2 separate regions of the Mus musculus genome follow, and region 1 is linked to region 2. A link is a contact called in public HiChIP or PLAC-seq data. All regions are on one chromosome and are shown on one strand. The core of a region is the stretch at or near the end of the contact, and the rest is flanking DNA. Distances in the headings are between cores, read along the strand shown.

The links. HiChIP or PLAC-seq counts read pairs in DNA pulled down with a chosen protein or histone mark.
Region 1: a contact with region 2 is called in an H3K27ac HiChIP or PLAC-seq map of extraembryonic endoderm stem cells, with 5 times the contacts expected there. The contact joins the enhancer-like site here to the promoter of Saraf in region 2. A contact is called at or near these places in 2 of 39 promoter capture datasets (the SN4741 cell line and stem cell-derived epiblast-like cells) and 5 of 115 datasets of contacts at active chromatin or transcription factors (bone marrow-derived macrophages, double positive thymocytes, extraembryonic endoderm stem cells and 2 more).

Annotation. Positions count from the first base shown.
Region 1 is chr8:34,576,578-34,584,035 of GRCm38.p6, reverse strand. It overlaps Gm46068 (a long non-coding RNA gene), which reads left to right. Exons shown (of 3, transcript XR_001778749.1): 3 at 345-580. Among named protein-coding and RNA genes, the nearest start is that of Gm46068, 4.7 kb to the left of the region's middle. Within about 2 kb of position 5,770, at least 24 of the 459 cell types and tissues checked have an H3K27ac peak or open chromatin away from gene starts, as enhancers often do. A contact at or near this core is called in extraembryonic endoderm stem cells, where this site is marked.
Region 2 is chr8:34,148,825-34,156,009 of GRCm38.p6, reverse strand. Saraf (store-operated calcium entry-associated regulatory factor) reads right to left here and starts at 1,431. Exons shown (of 6, transcript NM_026432.4): 1 at 1,174-1,431. The coding sequence starts at 1,279.

The DNA of each region.
Region 1 (7,458 bases), core at 4,521-7,020, 420 kb before region 2:
TACTATTCTTTAATTTCTAATTTTTGGGTCATCTCCCAGTTATCTTTCGGATGTTGAGAGATTCCCCTGTAGTCAAAAGCATGGTCTGTATGACTTCATTAATTTTCAGCTTACTCATGCATATTTCATAGTCTGGGAGATGATGAGTCTGAACAGTGTATCTGCCTCGGAAAATTACACGCTCACTCCTCTTGTTGGATGAAGCAGTCCACAGGCATTAACTCCACAAAAGTGCACAAGTCTCTGGTATTTTTGCTGATGTTCTGTGCCCTTTCTGCCAGTGACTGGGAGGGGAGTGCTGATCTCTGAGCGATGATGGTGGGTGTGTTTATTTTCCCCTCCAGTGGTATCACATCTCTACACACACACGGATCACGTACTTGGAAGCTTTACTGCCAGCTCATCCACACTCAGGACTGTCTTCCCGGTGAGTGTATCACCGGCTGGAGTTGTGTTTTTCTGACAAATGGGGATCCCTGCCACTGGGTAATGGCTTGTTTTGTCTCCTGGATTATGAAGTCTGTGTGGGATTGGTAGTCTCTCTCCAGAGCGTTTTAATCAGTGCTCAGTGTAACTTTTAACTTTTTTTTAAGATTTATTTTTATTTTATTTCATGTATATAAGTATACTGTTGCTTTCTTCAAACACACCAAAAGAGGGCATCAGATCTTATTACAGATGTGGTTGCTGGGAATTGATCTCAGGGCCTCTGGAAGAGCAGTCAGTGCTCTTAACCACTGAGCCATCTCTCCAGACCTGTAACTTCCTACTTTTAACCTTCATCTCTCAACCTAAGATTCATTTCCTTTAGAAGTATTCTATTTAGATTTTCTTCTTCTGATTGATCTTTCTTAATAAGTATGTTTAGCAGCTTTGTAAGTAATGCAATCATTCAGGGGACTGAATTTAAATTTACAGTATTGATACTCACCCCATGGTGTTTTGTTCTGTTATTCCTGTTCGGGTTTTTTTTTTTTCTTCCTTTTTTCATTAAATGGGATTTTTAAAATTACATTTTGTTCCTGCATGGCTTATTGAACATATTTCTCTTCCTCTCCTTCTTCCTCCTCCTTGGTGTGTGTGTGTGCGTGCGTGTGTGTGTGTGTGTGTGTGTGTGTGTGTGTGTGTGTGTGTGATGATTGTCTAGTCTTTCTAATGTCTTAAGTACTGATATCTTATCTACCTAACTTCCAGTAACATTCAGATGTTAGTGTCAGAGTTCGATGGAAGAACAAAGGCGTGTTTGAATCTCACCGGTTTGCTGGATGATGGTTTATTTGTATCTTTTTTATTGGTTATTTTATTTATTTACAATTCAAATGTTATCCCCCTTCCCAGTTTCCCCTCTGAAAACCCCCTCCCCCCTCCCCACTGCTTCTATGAAGATGCTCCACCACCCACTCACTCTCGCCTCATTGCCCTAGCATTCCCCTACACTAGGGCACAGAGCCTTCACAGGACCAAGGACCTCTCCTCTCATTGATGTCTGACAAAGCCTCCCTCTGCTACATATGCAGCTGGAGCCATGGGTCAATCCATGTGTACTCTTTGGTTGGTGGTTTAGTCCATGGAACTCTGGGGGTGGGGGGACCTGGTTGGTTGATACTATTGTTCTTCCTATGGGGTTTCAAACCTTTCAGCTCCTTCAGTCCTTCCCCTAACTCCTCCACTGGGGACCCTGTGTTCAGTCCAATGCTTGGCTGCGAGCATCTGCATCCGGGTTTATTTGTATCGTAGCCTGTAAGTGTCAGACTTCTTCAGCATTGTTATAGCAATTTCTACCATAAATTAAAAAGCCTGCTATGGAGAAACTCCACATACCAGACTATGCCAACCTTTCTTCCACTGACTGAAAGGGACTAACAAAATTCTGGCTTCTCTCACACAGAGAGACATGTAAGACTCCTTTGAGATCTTATGTGAGAGCCCAAGGTACTGAAAAAAAAAAAGAAAAGAAAAAAGAGAGAGAGATTGTGTCTTTGATTACATTTTTGGAATAAAGAAGGTCTCTTCTTACCCCGAAACACAGCAATTCCACTTCAAGAATGTATTACAGTGGGTTAAATACCCAAACCTTCAACCCTGGCCTGTTGACAGGATGGGAGAACAGACTGGCAGGAGACAGCCTCTCCTCAGCTCATCAGAACGCATCCCTTTCTTACCAGAGATGGGCACTTTTTAAAAATGGTTGCTTGTTTTTTTCTAAATCTGTGAGAGCACAAACACATAGAGACATGATTTTTTTTTTGCATGTACTCTTTAAATAAAACCAAACTAGGTCTGTTACTCTGCAATTCTTAATTTTCAAATTACAATAAATGTTGATGATCCATCTGCAGCAGAGCAGATGCCCAGCTCATGCCCTCTACCTATGGCACTACAGTCTATAACACATTTGTTACCAAGGATGGATGTGTTACGGCTTTTCTTTTCCTTCCCATATGATAGGAATTTAATCTGGGTCTAGTCTTCTGCTGTCAGATCCCATAATGCTGCCGTGAATGGCTTGCTTGGTTCTTTATAAATATCATGTCTACTCTCTGCATAAATGCTTCCAAGTGAATTTGACATATGAAAGAATGCATTCATGTTAAATAGTGATAACCTCTACCAAACTGTCTATCACAAAAATGACACCTGCTTACTTCCCAACTCATACTAAACTGGAATTCCATTTTCTATCCTCCTGTCAGCACAGAATCATATTACCAACCCAATGTTCTACTTACTTGACAGACAACAAATACATCTTTATGGAGTTTAAATGTTAAGCCTCTGATAACAGGTTTTACTTTCACCTGTTTTTATTAGACATTTCCTCTGTGTTCATATTTTTAGGTTGTTTCTCTCAGTTAATGATTTATAAGATTGTTAACAATATGTATTATTGATTATTGGTCCTTTCTTACATATTTAAGAAGTTATCTTCACCAATCAGAAGGGGTCTCTAGAAGTCTTTCTAATTATTCCTAAAGTTTTCTTTCTTTTTACCTTTAGCACATTTATATTTAATATAGCCACTACTTATTTCTATTTTTAGTGTGAGATAAAGGTTTAACATAAAAAAAAAATTGCCAAATCCACAACAGTTGCTCATATACTGCTACTTACATCCATTATCTCTATCCTACATGTGATGTTGTCAGCCCTTGGCATACATGGAGAATAGATCCAGGATGCCTATAAATGTAATTCTTGGGGGGTTTCTTAGCCTCCTTAATGCCTATATAACTTCAGGGCATTTCTATGCTTCCCCTAGCCAGTTTTAGCTCCTGAATACAGAGACTTGGTATATTTATTAAGTCTGCAAGCTTAAGCTGGGTAGGTTCTGAGCTACTCTGGCCTGACTAGGCTATTTATTACCCAGCAACATGTCCCATTACATGCCATCTGATCTTGCCTTGGCTCGCTCTGTCCATGTGTGTCCTCCTGACTGTTGTTCTTTCATTGAGACCTCATGGTAAATCCTCTTAGTCTTTCCTATCCTCATGGTCCTCTATTCCCCCCCCCCCTCTCTGGGACTCACTGATTCAGATCAGAAGTCCCACCCTATTCTCTTCTTCACAGCTAATTGGCTCATCAGCTCTTTTATTAACCAATCAGGGGTGTTGGAAGACAACTTTTGCATAACATAAAGACTGGCGATGATTGACCATACCATTGTCTGTACTGCAACGGGCCATCTGGGCATAGAATTCAGCATTTGAATACACAGTGCCTCAAACCATCCCTCAACAACCCCAGTCATAACCAAATCTACAAACACTCCAATCCCTTACATAATGGTAGAGAATTTGCATATAAACTATGCATATCTTCCTACACACCGCAAATCATTCCTAGATGATTACAATAACTAGTGAGGTGGAAATACAAGTTGGACGCTAATCTTTTGAAACACCAAGCCCCAAATTAAATGCTTTTATTTATAAGGTGTCTTGGTCATGGTGTTTCATCACAGTAACAGACAGTAACTAATCTAGAGGAAGGAGGTAGAGAGTTAAGAATCTTTATCTGAAGACCTTGTTGGATCTGTGTTGGGCAGAGGCATAAATGAGCAGCTACTTCAACAGATAAATGTTGATCAAAATACCATTTCAGGAGGCCTGAATGTTTTCTCTTTTAACAGCATGCTCTCCTTTAATTTTAGCTCCCTTTTCTTAGCAGCATTTCTCAGAAAAGCCACGACTAGGCCACAAAGTCAATTCTACTTTTTAAACTTGGTTCTAGTTTTCTCCTTGGGAAGGGTTGAGTCTCTGGTTTTCAGAGACAAACTAGGTAAGGTGGTAACAGCACATGCTGAGAATGCTGTGAGGTGCTCTGAGGATGTGGGTGATGTCAGAAGGAAGATGGGAAGGGCAAAGGAAGGGAGAAGGGAGTCTTTCTGAGCATCTGTGGTGTGCAGGCACCATGCGAAGAGCTTCACACCATCCACCTGGGTGATTTTTCAGTGACCTTTCAATAAAATGTTATAATCTTTACTTTCTGTGTAAATAAACAGATTAATCACAGAAGTAATTAACTTCCTCCAGGCAGCACAGATAGGAGATGGAATTGTGAGAACCAAAAGTCTGCATGGGGTCAAGCCCAGAGATCCTTCTTTTCCTAGTTAGGATGAAGGGATGGGATGGAAGACCAATGGAACTAACATCTGGACCACATTTGCTTCAAATAGGAACTACTTGTACCACTTCCACAGTAACTTCTCACCTTCTTCCAGATTCTGGGAACGTGAGCCCAGGCTGGCTCACATGTCTGAAGAAGCTACAGCCCCCCACCCATGTCACCCTGGAAAAGAAGGGTTCATAGAGCCTCAGCATACTCATTCCTCTCAACTCAGCTTTGATAGACCTTGTTCTTCCGTCTTCCTGGTTTGGAATCATGGTTTTAATTCATGTGAGATATGAAACACATTAGCGATCCGTGAAAGGGAACAACATAGGTTTACTTGTAATATTTCTTACACCTTAATTCTCAGTTCCACTATTCATAAGCAATATGACTGACTGCTCATGAAGACTGCTCTTAAAATCTCGAGAGATAAGCTTTGTAGCAATAGAAGACATCTCACTCGCTGGCCAGGTCTAGTGATGCACACCCACAATCTGTCATCTACTCAGGGTACTGAAGCTGAAGACTCCCAAATTCAGAACCTGCCTGGATTACAGAGTGAGCCCAAGGTTAGCCTGAGTAATTTTACAGAGGCACCGCTGTCTCCTAATGAGACAAGGCTTGCGCTGGAACTCAATGCAAGTATGCTTAGTTACCTTGTGTTAGGTTCTGGCTTTGATCCTTAGCACCACACAACGGAGACAGATGATAGGTAAATAGACCAACTGACCATCTGACCAACCGATGGTCCGGCAGACAGACATTATCTCAGGGTCTGGCACATGCTAAGCAAGCACTCTGCCCTAAACCTGTATCTGCAGTTTGGGATATAACTTGAATTACTCAGGAAGAGATTTTCCTTGATAGAACTTATGCTTCCTTTTCAAGTCAGCTATTCGCCTAGAGATTGGAATAGAGAGACTCCATACAAATCGTGGAAATTGAAGTTCCAAAGGCTACATTCAGCCATTGTCTGCTCCTCCTGCTTGGCCTTTCCTTCTGGCTCTTTAGGTTGCTAAGTTATTATTTCTGAACTCGCCCTTGTGCTGGGGCTGTGGGACTATTGTTGGCTCCCGAGGAAACAATAAGCCTAGGGATGCCAGGCCCCCTGCTTCTCCTCACACTGTTTACTTTGCTAGGAATGTGGTCCCTCCTATGTTTACGGATCAAATGCCCCACCCAGCTCCAGGCTCTGTGTAAACATCCCCTCCTCCCTGCAAGCTTGATTGGCTTCCACCTGCCAATCACAAGACAGCAAGGTAGTGACCAAGAGCAAGGACTGTGGGACAGCCACAGTTCGTGCCCCTGGTTAGCCACTAGGACTATGAATGATTTTCTCACTTTCTTTTTTCCTTTTGATTTTTCCAGAAAGGGTTTCTCTGTATAGCCCTGGCTGTCCTGGAACTCACTCTGTAGACCAGGCTGGCCTCAAACTCAGAAATCCTCCTGCCTCTGCCTCCCAAGTGTTGGGATTAAAGGCGTACACCACCACTGCCCAGCATTTTTCTCATTTTCTATGAGTCCATAAACAGGATTAATAATACTACATACTTTCTAGTTACTAGAGAATTAAATAAGCCAACACAAACCTGATGTCTAGAATAGCACACAATACATTGTTAGAAGTAACATGTCCCTGTCCAAACTACCACAGCCATGGAACTAAGTCTTCTATGTGATTACTAGTCTCTACTTCCAGCTACACAAATGATCACCTCTCCTTTTTTAGAGTGAAAGTGTCTCTGGATGTTTTAGCTTTGTCTCCCTTGCACTATCTCACACCAAGCAGGTCCGTCATCAGTAACTATAAAATGATTTCCACAGGAATTCTTGTGGTTTGAGCCTCCATTGCTAGTGTTTGAGCCATAACTCAAAATGAGTATCATCTTCCCTAGTCATAAGGCATTTGCTCTTTCTCCCATCACAGCCTTGGATGGTACTCTTGATAAGGTACCTCCTTTTGGAGAAAGTTCAATAATATGTTCATCCTGGAGCTTGGGTTGTAGTAAGAAACTACTTCCCAGGATGCTTTGCAACGTAGACATGGGATTTAGAAAGCTTTGTCAGCTTAACCAGGCATAGTTCATTTGTTCCTGGAGGCCTGGCTCACTGAACAAAAAAAGGCAAAGCATGATTTTTTATTAAGAAATAGATCTCTGAAGGAGCTGCTTAAAAACTCTTTTTGGAAGGTTAGAATATTCTCTTTCTAATATGGAAGTTGATTTGGTACACAAAATCTGCACTATCCAAAGAATCAATGCTATCCAGTGAATCCATTGTGGAGTCAAAAATAAAGAGGTCAGAGGCTCAGGAGAGGTTGCTGGTTTTACCCATTGTCACCAGGGTAGGGGTTGTTTACTAGAAAGCACCAGACTCTCTGTTCCAACCTCCACTATGGACACACTGACAGTTTCTCACAGTTCCTGTCCCTCCCTAGTGTTCTAAGTCCCTAGTTGTCACTGAAGCATCTGTCAGGGCACCATTTCCCCACAGACAAATCTGTATCTGCTTCTGAGATTATGTTAGCTTTCATTTTGCATTCTAAGTAAAAGTATTCCTTAATGGAGACATTCTCTGTCTTGTGTTAATATTTAAGGAATGTTCTATTTTTATTGACAGTATGGGGAAGAAGAGATCAATATTATCCAAATTTACTTGGTTTCCTGCTAGTATCAAGTCCTGGTGACATCAAATTTTAATCTCATCCCATATTCTGGATGCTCCTCTTTGCATTTCTCCATTCATGAATAGAGCTTGCAACTTAATCTCATGAAATCTATCCATGCTTTCTAGTCAACCATCTGTTTACTCAATGTTGTATGTGTACAGTGTGTGTATGTGTGTGTG
Region 2 (7,185 bases), core at 182-2,681:
TCGATACTCCAATCAGGTACCTTCATACAACAGTTCCTAAACGTCTTAAAATGAGGTAGAAACCAATTGAGTTAACGATGCAAAATATTTTGGTGCTTTTCGTTCCAGAACAATAATTTTACAGCAAAAGTAGAGTAAGAACCACCAGGAAGTGGTTCACCATTAATTTAAATGTGGTTGTGTTTCTCCTTATAATTCCCCTGAGCCTACATCTCCAAAGTTCCCCAGATTTTCAATGAATTGTAATCAAGTCTCTTGGTTTTTCACACAACCTTCTAGGATTACTTGGGCAAAGTGTACAGGCAATTTATTCCAAACAGCATGGCAAGGCATACTTATCAAGTTAAAGCTCAGTCAGTCGGCCGTGCAGAGCAACTGCACTGACCCACTTCAGCACGCACGAACAAAATTATCTTTCAAAAATAAACCTGTTGTTTAAATTCAAAACCACGAACAAAATTATCTTTCAAAAATAAACCTGTTGATTAAATTCAAAATCCAGGCATACACTGCCATTGCTGTATTTTCCATGCCTGACAGCTTTCCACTCCAAGCCAAAAAAAAAAAAAAATGTCATTTTAATTGTCATTTAAATGTCATTTAAATTTAAGAGTTTATTTCTACATTTTAATAACAGAGGGAGGGGGTCCGCGAGCGAGAGCGCTCCCCATCAAACCAATTTGCATGTATTTTTACATAAAAGTTAAGAAATTGTATTTTAGATTTCACCATGCATGCATGGTGAAAAGTATGAAGAAAGCTAGTATAAACAACGCAGTTTGCGGCACTAATTAGAATAAACAGCAGGAATCCAGGTTTGCTGTCCTGGCCCCTACTCGGGACTCAGACCACTGGGTGCATGGTAACGACGAGCCATAGCAACAGGCAGCCATGACAACAGTGGGCGATGATGACATCGAACAGCCATGATAACAAGACAAGATGCGCAGGTAGAGAGTCAAACTTGTCATCAGGACTCAAGGATGCGGCCTACAGAACAAGAAAAGCGGACCATCTGGGAGTCCGAGGACCTGGAGAACTTTTCAGAACGGATTCGTGCGCCCCGCCCACTCCTAGAGGCAAAGCAAAGAAGCCAGGAGAAGACAGACAGGAGGAAAGTGGTCCAAAGGGGGTAGTGATGAAGAGGCCGGGCACCCGCAGGGCGGCACTCACCAGGGTCGTTCCAGCCCAGCGCAGGGCCGGCTACCAGCAGGAGTGACAGCAGGAGCAACAGCGGGCAGCGCAGGGCTCTCGGGCGGCCGACAGCGGCCACAGCCATGGCGCTGGGTGAAGACGGCGCTCGGTGGCCCGAGACCCGCTGCGGAAGTCGGCCAGCCGCTGCGCAGCGACCACAGGAACCCACCATAAAAGGGACCACCTGACAGCAGCAAGACGCGACGTTACTTTGTCCTGCGCCAATCTGACGTCACTGCCGCTGCGGCACGTAGGCGTCCGTGACTGGTCGCGTTCGGCCCCGCCCCTAGCGTGGCACCGCCTTGTGGGCGGGACCAGACAGGGCGCTGTCGCGTGGGCGGAGTCTCGGGGCAGACACCTTCTGACTTGTCAGTACCGTGGTACCCTAGCGAGTGCTCAAATGTTCCGGAAGGTTCGTTCAGTGCAAAGCTGCCAAAGTTTTAGAAGTTAGAAACTTTCTGAAAGGGAAATCGAGGAAATAATCTAATAATACTTAAATTCAAAATTCCAGTAATCTTTCTGTAGGGCGTTATTTTGCAGGTTGGGGACCTGCTTAAGATTGATGTTCAGTTACCATGTACTAAAAGGGAATCAGGCAGAAAGGCACCAAGGGAATGACTTTGTGATTTCTGAGCATGGACCCTTCGCACAGTTCAACCACCCAGACAAAAACGTTTCTCTGTGCTTTGAAGTCTGGTGCGAGTCTGAGTTTCTTGGATGCGGTCATTCAACAAGTACATGTTGAATACCTAATATAACATAAAATACAAAATAAGACAGCCACTGTTTTAGCCATGGAAAATAACAAGGTCCTCGTATTCGGTAAGCTTAAGATGATATAGCACAGGACAAAAAAAATAAGAATAATAATTAGTAAGTTTGTTATCAAAAATAAAACAAGATAATACACACTGAGAGGCAAATTCTGGAAGGGCCCGCCTAGGGGAATTACTTTGAAGCTTGAGATGTGAATAATAAGAAAAGAACTCATTAAAAAAAAAAAAAAAGGTAGAGGTCTTGGCTGGAGAGTTGGCTCAGCAGTTAAGGGCACTGACTGCTCTTGCAGAGGTCCTGAGTTCAATTCCCAGCAACCACATGGTGACTCACAACCATCTGTAATGGGATCTGATGCCCTCTTCTGGTGTGTCTGAAGACAGCTGTAGTGTACTCGTATGAATAAAATAAATTAATCTTAAAAAAAAAAAGTAGAAATCTAACCTCATGGCCAGTGGCTTAGTGGTTAACATCTCACCCCACCTCCACTCACCCCTCACCTCATTCCATCCCCCCCTCTCCCCCACCCAGTACCCCAATACCCTGCTCTGGCTATGTTTTCAGAAGCAGTCAGTCATCCACACAGCCTTTTTAGGTTGAGATTCTAACACACTTGTCAGAACCTACCTGGCAGGTACTGTACTAGACAGTGTAGATACAATGGAGAACTTTAAAGTTGGAGGCATGAGATAGGCAAACAAGACCAGTGAAACTAAGTTTCTAGGAAACTAAGAACAGGAGATGGAACACGGGAGCTCTGGATGGAACCCAGCAATCTTAAAATTCCAAACAGATAATACATGGTTCTGTCCTTCACTGACTGAGTTGGAGGCGAGTGCTAAGTGTACAAGCAGGCAGGCCAAGTAGACAAGAGATAGCCACACTCAAAGTTCAAAGCTAATGTAAAATCCAGCTGGTTTTGATGCCATAGAAAGAGGCAGATAGACATAAAATTTAGACAAGACAAAGAGGAGCGAAGGGACAACCTATGAGATTATACTGCTGTTTTTCTTTTCTTTTTTCTAGGGGGTGAAAGGTCAAGATTTTATTGTCTTCATAACAAAATTGTCTTAGAACTTGATCACTTGGTCCTTTCTCTTCTTATCTCCTCCCAGTTCAAAATGCTCACTTAATAGCCAGCATCCTCTTAGATCTGCAGTTGGACTCGATGCACTCCAGGCTCAGCACAATCTTCTTTGTCGTTGCCTTTTTGGGAAAAATAGGCTTAATCTGCCCACTATAGCCACTCTGTTTCCTGTCTTTCCCTGGACATACAAAGAATCCTCGCTCTTCTCGTACTGTGTCGCCTTCTGGGCTTGGTGCTTCCCACATTTCTTGCAGAATGTCCGGCGGTGTAGACAGCCGGGCGCCATGCGCCGGCCTCCGGTACACCGTCGCTGCTAGCTCATATCTGCCGCCAACCCCTCCCGAGCGGGTGCATACAAATCAAAGTGCCAGCAGACTGGCCAATCCCAGGAGGACACATAGCTCTCCCCAGTGCTGGGGTGTATATAAGCTGTCCTCCCTGGGTTTCCGGAGGTTCCTGTAGCATCAAGGTGTTCCTGAAATAAAAAAGGCTGTTGAGAAGAATCCGACCGTGTTGCGTTTTTTTTCTTGCTGGACGAGGTGAGCTCTAAACGGCGGGTCTTAGGTATTTTCACCATGTTCGCAGGAGTGCTATCAGCTCAGAAAACTGTACTGCTGTTTCTATCTTGAGTTGAAGATCCTAGAAATACTTTTAAAAGTGATCCCTGGTAAAGTAAGCAAGCAAGGGGAGCAGTGAGGTGGCGCTACAGATAAAGACCCTTTTGCCACAAAGTCTTCATTTTGATCCTTGACACCCATACGTACTGGTTAGTGGTGGTGGTTTGCAGGGGATGGGAGGGGTGTTGTGTTTGTTTGTTTGTTTGTCAACTTGACGTAAAAGCTAAAATCATATGGGAAGAGGGAATCTCACCAGACTGGTCAGTAGACGAGTCTGTAGGAACGTTTTCTTAATCAATAACTGATGGGAGGGCCCGACTCACTCGGGGTCTTGTCAGAACAGAGGCGGATGGTTCTGGGCTGTGTAAGAAAGCGAGCTGAAGCTGGGCGGTGGTGGCGCACGCCTTTAATCCCAGCACTCGGGAGGCAGAGGCAGGCGGATTTCTGAGTTTGAGGCCAGCCTGGTCTACAAAGTGAGTTCCAGGACAGCCAGGGCTACACAGAGAAACCCTGTCTCAGGAAAAAAAAAAAAAAAAAAAAAAAAAAAAAAAAAAAAAAAAAAAGCTGGTAAGCACGGTTGCTCCAATGGCCTCTGCTTCAGTTCCTGCCTTCGGGTTCCTACCTTTGAGTTTCTGCCCTGACTTTCCTCAAAGAAGGAAACGATGACTGAGCTATAAGATGAAACAAACTCCTCCCCAAGTTGCTTTTGGTCAGAAAATAATAATCACAGCAGTAAAAAGAAAATTAGGACACCATATTAAGGATAAAGGCGAGAACTCCATAAAGTTCTCTTCTGACCGCTACATGGTATACCTCTCCATAAACAGAGAGAGAGAGAGAGAGAGAGAGAGAGAGAGAGAGAGAGAGAGAGAGAGAGAGAATTAAAAAAAGAGTAAAAGAAGGAAACAAAAGGGAGGTAGCAATATGGTATTGGGAGAGACAGTGATCCGTATTGGTCACTGTTGCTGGAAAATTAGAGCAAGAATAAAGGTGGCTTTCAGATTTGGGAATGTAGAATTGCCTAAAACTTTACAAAACAAAAAACAAACAAACAAAAAAAACCTTCCATTATCTGAGCCCCCATCATAACATTCTAGACTGTGATTTTAAAACATGAAAGGGTGTCCTAATTTATATTCTAATGGGAACTGAGCTAAATAACAGGTGCTCTTGACAGAAAGCAGGTGGTATGATGGGTATTGCCATGATGACTAGAATGGTTAGGTAAGATCCTTGCAGAAGTCGGGTGGGGCTGGGATCTAAATCACATGATCCTATGGGAGGAGGGATTCTCTCCTCCTCTCTATTGGCACATATTTATGTGATATAATGTGTCATGGAAGAATTTGTCTACACAGCAAACAGATCTCAACTGGATACCACTCTGCTCTCATTGACATCATTTTAATTCTGGTACGTCTGCTGTGAGTGTCAGATTTCATAGGTTCAGTGCTAAGTCTATACAAGAGTCACTTGCTTGGGCTGGTGAGATGGCTCAGTGGGTAAGAACACCCGACTGCTCTTCTGAAGGTCCAAAGTTCAAATCCCAGCAACCACATGGTGGCTCACAACCATGGAGTGTCTGAAGACAGCTACAGTGTACTTACATGTAATAAATAAATAAATAAATAAATAAATAAATAAATAAATAAACCTTAAAAAAAAGTCACTGGCTCACCAGCTGTAAATCAACAGTTCCTGTCACACACACACACACACTATGCAAGTATGCCTGGAACGTGCTTCAGAATAAAATGATGAAAAAATATGGTGAAGCAGACATGGAGAGAGAGAATAAATAAAGCAACTAACCAGTTGTTGAGATATGAAAGAACCCCATGCTATATAGGAGTTCACAATAATGTTGTTGGTGCTTTTCATATACAGTATTTAATTTTTTATAATAAAAGGGTTTTTTAAAACAAAAACCAAAACCTCTGTGCTTTGTTGAGTTTGTCTGTAAGGGTTAGAATCCCCAGCTAGTAATAATATTTCATCACATCTGATGAAAAAGATAACCAGATACAACTCTTTGAAGGAATTATTTCTACATTCACGAGAGTGTTTGCATGTATGCATGTGCCCCCCATGTGTGCCTGGTGCCCTTGGAGTCCAGAAGATAGCATTGGACCTCTTGTAACCAGAGTTATAAATGATTGTAAGCTATGGGGTGAATGCCAGGGACTGGACCAGATCCTTTGAAGGGGCATTCTTAACTACATAGCTATCTGCCCAGCCCCTAACATACCTTAAAGCACTAGATATACAGCAACTGCTCACTAAACAAGTCTCTTACCCCCATCTCTGTGGCTTAATTTTAGAGGCTAGGAAGTCATGAAAGGTGAAGAGGAGTCGCTAGTACATGAAATGCTTAAAGAACACTTAAGACGATATTAGCAAACATGACGGATCTGCTAGAAAACGGAAGCAAGCTCCAAACCATCTTCCCTTTGTGGGGACAATGATTTTCAAGCTATAGCTTGCACAGCAACCATTCAAGAGGCATCTTAAGGTTTTATGTTTCTGGGCTTTGCCCACAAAAGTTTCTAATTCAGATAATGTAAAGCAGAACCTGGGAGTTTAAAAACGTCCCAAATAATTCTGTTATAGGGGTTCTTTGAATGTGACACTTGAAAACACCATTTTTGAGGTTTCAAGTTTCCGCTCCCTAGGCAGTATCAGGAAACCAAATTAGTCATGTGAGTGGTATGTTGGTGTTTTGTTTGGTTGGGTTTTGTTCCTTAGACATTATTGGGGAACAAAAAAAATGGACCTTTGGTTATTTCAGTGTTTTATTTTGCTTGAATTTTTTTGCTACAAAGACTGGGAAAGTTAAAAGATGGCAATGTGCTATCATCCTGTTACCATGGGAGCAAAGTGTATAGAACCCTCTGGCCAGATAAGCACTCTGAGTTTGCCTTTAATGCCATCAGAGACATCTAATGCTCAGTACATTTATATTCAAATAACTTAGGGGATATAATTGAAGCACAGGAAGTCCTAGAAGTTACCTCACAGCATACTTTTTTAAATGCACTTCCTTGGAGCCAAGCTACAAGCCTCGAGATGTGAACCTATCACTTTCCATCCACAGTCAGCAATATGCAGGCCACCAAACCTGCTCTCAAAGACAGAACACCGCAGAACGAAAGGAGGACAGGCATCGTGATGACATCTAAGACAGAATCATTGTCGTTGCCATAATTTTATGTCTGGAGTGTACAATGCCAGAAACAGATGAGTGCTTTGAGGTCCTCCCACAATGTGGAAATGTGATAATACATTGAATAATAATAAAATCACAAAACTTAATTATTTCTTTTTAAAAAAAAAGATTTCTTCTTTATTATTTTTTATACATTGGTGTTTTGCCTACATGTGTGTCTGTGTGAGGCTGTCAGACCCCCTGCAACTGGAACTACAGATATTTGTGAGCTGTCTTGTGGATGCTGCAAAGTGAAGCTGGGTCCTCTGGAAGCTCAGCCAGAGATCTTAACCACTCAGCTATCTCTC